Linked DNA regions of Mus musculus: region 2 is linked to region 1. Evidence: chromatin contacts called from public targeted proximity ligation data. All regions are on one chromosome and are shown on one strand. The core of a region is the stretch at or near the end of the contact, and the rest is flanking DNA. Distances in the headings are between cores, read along the strand shown.

What was found.
Region 2: a targeted proximity ligation map of embryonic stem cells shows a contact between it and region 1, with 4 times the contacts expected there. A contact is called at or near these places in 39 of 484 Hi-C or Micro-C datasets (the AML12 cell line, CD4 T cells, CD8 T cells and 24 more) and 25 of 130 datasets of targeted methods (Th17 cells, Th2 cells, bone marrow-derived dendritic cells and 14 more).

The regions. Positions count from the first base shown.
Region 1 is chr19:29,062,117-29,065,232 of GRCm38.p6, forward strand. No RefSeq gene overlaps it. Among named protein-coding and RNA genes, the nearest start is that of Gm9895, 3.6 kb to the right of the region's middle.
Region 2 is chr19:29,284,238-29,287,636 of GRCm38.p6, forward strand. Jak2 (Janus kinase 2) reads left to right here. Exons shown (of 25, transcript NM_008413.4): 9 at 600-757; 10 at 2,064-2,175. Among named protein-coding and RNA genes, the nearest start is that of Jak2, 34 kb to the left of the region's middle.

The sequences.
Region 1 (3,116 bases), core at 600-3,099:
ACCAGAGGACCTGAGTTCAGATCCCTAGCACCCACTGAAAGAGCAGGTATGGCCACTGGCACCTGCAACCCCAGCACTGAGGAAGGGGGAATGAGGCGTGGAGACTGGTTGATCCTGGGGCCTGCTGTCCAGCCAGCCTAGTGAAAACCAGAGTTCCAGGTTCAGGTTCCTTTATCTTAAGGGAATAAGGCAGAGAGCAAATGAGGAAGTCACCTGTCCCCTGACCTCTCCCGGCTGGCCTGGCCTTTGTGCACTTATAAGGGCATCCTTACACACACACACACACACACACACACACACACACACACATAAACACACACACACACAAGCACACCCATCTACACATCCTCACATACACAAAGACTGTTACAGACCCGAGCAAAATATCTTTGAAAGCCATGCACTGCCCATCCCTGTGTCTGACCCAGGATGTATTCTTAACAGACCACCAGTTTCCACCAACCCAGAAGTTAGGATGTTAGCAGATCACATCTGGGACCTATAACAAAGGTTCCCTGCTTTGCTGTAGCCTGCCTAACTGTTGTCTCCACCAGTGTATTTGGTAACTGTCTTGACTTATGACTTTGTTCCATAATTAATACATCTCATGTGGCCCTTTGCAGTGGGATCTATCTTTCTGGTCTGCTTGGATCTGTGTTCCTGGGCTGTGGTCACCCACATTTGGCTCCAGAATAAACTATCCCATTTGAGGCAAGAACTGTGTTTTGTATCAACAGCAGAAGAACAGAGTGAGAAGTTTCTCCATGCCCCTTAGGGACAAAGAGTGGACATCCAGAAAAAGTCTGTTTTTGACTCCAAATAGCACCCACAGACATATATCTGTGGAGAAAGTTACACAGATATAAAAGGAATTCCAGGGGCTGGATCAGATCAGCTGTGGGCATGGTGTGATGTCATATAAAGAACGGGCTAGTCTGGGGCTCAGCAGGAAAGCCATGTTCATTCCCAGCAAAGCAAAACCAATACAAAACAAAAGGACTTAGAAGGCCAGGGGTCCGGCTCGGTGCATGAAGACGCTTGCTGACAGCAGTGATGACCTGGGTTCAACCCCCAGGACCCACGGGATAGAAGGATGCTGAGAAGGGGACCTATAGGACCTATACCTGTTTCTTATATTCAAAACCAAGTCAATCCAGGACATGAATGGGAGCCCAGGGCTCACCTGCAGCCATAGTTAAAAGCAGGGCAACAACATTCATATCATACTCACACCCCCATCTTACACTAGTAATCAAACCTAAGCCTTCAGTTGCCTACAACTGCTCTGGCTGTGGCTCCTCGTGCTACCTGCAGAAGTAGGGGAGTCCCAGGCCCCATTGCCTTTACAGATTTTTCGGCTTTTCTCTATATTTACTTTTTCCTCATGGATTTCCTGTTCCTCAGAATCACCTAGATGAGTCGTCTTTACCCTTCCTAATGTTGTGACCCTTTAATATAGTTCTTCATGCTGTGGTGATCTACGACCATATATATATATTTTTTGTGCTACTTTATAGCTGTAATTTTGCTACTATTATGAATGGCAATGTAAATATCTGTGTTTTCTGACGATTTTAGGCAACCCCTGTGAAATATCCCCAAAGGGGTCGCAACCCACAGGTTGAGAACTGCTGAGTCAGCCATTCTGTTTAAAAATACAGGTTCTCAGGACCTATTCTAGTCCATTAACTACAATCTTTTTAGAGGAGAGTCTAAAAGTCTGAACTTCATCTCAGGATGATTCCGGCTTGTGCCTAGTTTTAAGAAGTACGGCACTAGACAGGGCAGTGATGATATTCCTTTCACTGAGGACACAGCGCCTGGCACTTCACCAACACACCTGACTGCTTTCAGAATGAATAGGCGGAATGAGCTGCCCCGCCCCCACTCTACCCACGTGGCCGTGCCTGGCCAATGAACATTCAGTTGCTAAGATTCCACCTACCGGCAGGTGGCGCTGAGTCGACGTAAATGCCGTCCCAGGAAATGTTTTGCTGGAAATTCAAGCCTCAAAGGCAGCTCAATTGGATTATATTTTTACGTATTTACTTTGTCTGTAACTCTCACTTGTATGAGTAATTTGGTTTCTGATGGCGTGCTTTGAATGAGAGAAGCCAGGGAACGCAACCTGACAAGGCCTGGGAGGTAATGAAAGGACTGGATGGACACTCCTAATGGTCCTAGTTTTCATTCTCTATGAGCAAGCACTGTGTGTTATGAAATTACTCAAAGACACAAATGAGTCTGCCATTTCAGTAAGAGTGTAGCTAGCCTGTAATTTCTGTTAGTCATCTACTGTTTCCTTTATGGGTGTTTAATTGGACTAACCTTTTAAAACCATTTCCCTCACAAAGCTGTCTGAAGGGCTGTCTTGGCAGTCTTTTGAGACGTGGGAAGTCAGCCCACAGTTAAAGGCTGGGGCTCCGTAGCCAACGCCTCTTCCCCTTCCCCCAAAGGGCATCGGCGTGCAAGTGACTGATAGGGCTGGCCTGAACCAACAGCCAACTATCAGGCAAGACCATGGCCCCGGCTGAACTGGTTTCTTCTGCCAGCAGACCTTCAGCCAGGGGCCCTGAAGGAGGAACCATCCTGAGGTGCTTGCTGTCTTCCCAAGGCTCCAAGCCCAAAGCAGAGAGAATTGGGACTCGAAGGAGGAAGCAAGGAGTCTACAGCACAGACTCCTTGCACAAGAGGGCGTAATTCAAGGGAATCACACAGTTTAGGTCACACCATAGCATAGAGTTCCTGGGAAAGAAGAGAGGAGAGCAGGGAGGGGAGGGGTGGAAAGGGGAGGAGAGGGAGAGGGAGAAGGGAGGGGAGGGGAGGGGAGGGGAGGGGAGGGGAGGGGAGGGGAGGGAAAGGAGAATCTATTAAATTAAATGCTTTAAGGGCTCGGTGGTGGTGGTGCATGCCTTTAATCCCAGCCCTTGGGAAGCAGAGGCAAGTGGATCTCTGTGAGTTCAAGGCCATCCTGGTCTACAGAGTGAATTCCAGGACAGCCAAGACAACACAAAGAAACCTTGTCCCAAAAATAAACAAACAAACAAATACTGTGATGACTAATACCTTGTATGATAATTTTTTTAAAACAAATACTATAAAATAACAAAAGAACG
Region 2 (3,399 bases), core at 49-2,548, 220 kb after region 1:
GTATTTTGAAACTTTTAACAATCATTTTCAATTTTTTGGTTAAGTTTAATTCAACATAGGGCATTTTTCTTGCTGCTATAAATAGGGCTTTTTTAAAAAGCATTCAATTACATTGATTATTTTGATAAATGGAAAATAAGTACTTTTTAAGTATGTGTGCTTTTCTATTAGATAAAGTGACACATTTTTGATTATATGTTCATATGTATATATTTTAATAAAAAAAAATCTCAGCATACTTCCATATCCTAACACATGTAGTTTAGTCTGAGCAGTATATAAAAATAAATGTTTGTATTTATAATTAATCTCAACTTTTATGTATGTATTAGATTCTGACTAACTCTCTCAGGGTCATTGAAGTGTATAGTTATGAATGGTTAGTGACTAACTGGGAAGGTGAGCTAAGCCTGTGTTTGGGAGGGTCTTACATATCAGATAGAAGGATTTGTTAAATCATGCTAGGGAACTAACTGGAAGTTATACAAAATATTTGAACAATTTAGAGGAAATTAACCAGAATAGAGTATAGAGAATTTCCAACATTAGAATTTAATTGGTTTTTTAATTCCATGGTTTTCTTTTTCTTTTCTGATTAGGAGATAGAACTTAGCTCATTAAAAGAAGCCTTGTCATTCGTGTCATTAATTGACGGGTATTACAGACTAACTGCGGATGCGCACCATTACCTCTGCAAAGAGGTGGCTCCCCCAGCTGTGCTCGAGAACATACACAGCAACTGCCACGGCCCAATATCGTGAGTAATGCCACATTTCACAGGACAGTTCTAGGAGCTGGCTGGTAGGTTAGCATAAGGACTGTGGAAGTCCGAATTCCAGGCACTCCAGTACAAGACTGAACATAGCCGATCTAACAGATGAGACAGTCAGGCACATCCCGAGAGCTTCAGGCCAGACAGACAGCTGAGTGCTGCTGGCTCAGTGAGAGACCTTTCCTCAAAGCAACAAGACAGTTGTAAGGAAGACATTGACACGCTGTCCTGGTCACCAGAGTACATTTTTCAGAGGGAAATGTTCTACAAAGTGTGCTTAATACCCATGTTTCTAGGTCAGTACTGTGCAGGGGAACTTTACACAGTGCCGAAAAGGTTCACTGTTTGGACATTCTAATTAAATATAGTCTGGATTTATACTTAATTGTATTTTCATTTCTTTACCTTTCAATACCCAAGGCTACGAATTACTGTTCTAGTTTGCTTTCTGTTGCTGAGCAGAAGCAACATGAAGAGAAACGGCCTTTTAATTGGCTCACAGTCCAGGTCACAGTCCATCATAGAGGGTGCCAGAGCAGGAGCTCAAACAAGAACCGAGGCAGAAACCACGCAAACCCTGCTTCCTTTCTCACTCTCCTTGTTTATGGGCAGCCTGCCTAAGGAAAGCATCGTAGGCAGCACCCTCCCACATCCCTTAACAGTCAAGATAATCCCCCAGACGCGGCCACAGGCCAGTCTAATCTGAGCAGTCTTTCAGTTGAGACTCCCTGTTTCCAGGTGGCTCTTGGCTGTTCTCAGCAGGGCAGGGACCTTATGACCACCCAGCACCTTTGCAGGCCTCCTATTGTTGTGTAAATTACATCCTGCTCTCCAGTGCTGCGTCTTTGAAATTTATGCACATACTAATTCTTTTGGCACATAGGACATTTTTGGACTGGTATTTTCCAGTCACTGCAGATCTTCGGTTAGATTTGATACTGTTGTAAATATAGAAAGATGATTTTGTATTAGTATTTCTGGGATAGAAGAGACATGAGAGATTTTATGGGAGTATATTTTTTAAATTATTCAATTTGTAAAAAGCAGAACATCAAAATGAATGAATTTTCCTCGTGGCTTTATTGTTTCGTAGTGTCTTAAAATAATATAATTATTCCTTGAATTGGTTTGAACTCACTACAAAATAACTCGATACACTTATTTCTCTTGAAAACAAATTTTGTAGCTATATATAGTAGGGAGTGTTCTGAGGCGTGATTTTTATTTGGTTGCTGTGGCTGTCAGTCACATGTGCAAGCTGCCATTCATATGATTTCTCCTTGACTTGTAGAATGGATTTTGCCATTAGCAAACTAAAGAAGGCGGGTAACCAGACTGGACTATATGTGCTACGATGCAGCCCTAAGGACTTCAACAAATACTTTCTGACCTTTGCTGTTGAGGTTAGTAGGTCACATTTATTAATAGCAACATGTTGTGTAATCTGTCTTTCTCCGTCAAGAAGTATTTTATTTTTAATATTAAGAATTATAGTTCTTGAGATGGTAATTGGCATAGTCATACTTGGCATATCTTAAAATGTCATAAAATAAATAATTCATAAAGTTAATGTAAATACATAAATAACTATAATGCCTTTGTTTTTGACGTTTATTTTATTTTTTGATGTTTGAGTATTAGCCATGTGTCAAGTGGTTATTTCGTTAAGTATACTCAAGTCTACTTACAACAACCAAAAATATTTACCAAATCGTTTAGAGGAAAATAAGTGACAAGAACATTTCCTGATTCTAGAATAGGTTACTAACTGCGACATTCAGAGCACCAGGGACATGATTGCATATAAGAGTGCACTGGACACTCACTGTTAAATGCACGTGAATTTGGATCTCATCGAAGATTGTTTATCCATATTTATCTTTAAAATATATGCAGCTACATGCTCTAAATCTTGAGAGGATTTGTAGCAACATCTAGATTTATTTTATAAAAATATAGAAGGTAAAGATGTTATTCAATTATTTCCTAAAAGCACCTACGTAGCACTCAGCACATGTAGTGAAGGAACTGAGTATAAGGGCAGCAGGTGTATGTACCTCGTCCCTTCACCATTACATAACTTACTCACCATGCTCAAATGTTTGTCAATCACTGGGCCTAATAGGTGTGATGAGAAATTAGAGAATGTATGATAGAAACCTATGTTTCAAAAATCTGTTGGAAAACAAAAATTTTAAAGTATACTTAACATACTCAGTTAAGCTTTGTGATTAGTATAGGCAGAAATAGACAATATTGGAAAATATAGTATTTATTCAGAAAGATGTTTTAAAATATAGAAGCCATGCAATTGCCTTGAGGCATTAAAAGTAATTTTATAAATTGCTCCAGGCTGGAGGAATACAGTAATAAAGCAGGTCAAATTATTAAGATAAATGAAGTAGTTCATTGTTTATTACATTAAGACAAATGTTTTTAAGATAGAACTAAACAACGTCATAGTAGAGATAATTACAAAGATAGAATAGTATAGAATGCAATGCATAGTCTTTGCTTGTGGAGCAGAGTCAGTCCTGTTAGGGAGGGCCTCACCAGTAAAGTATGTTATCACTGCAGTGAGCTAAGGGATGGATACAGTCACATCAGGGTGTGTGCTGATGGGCAGA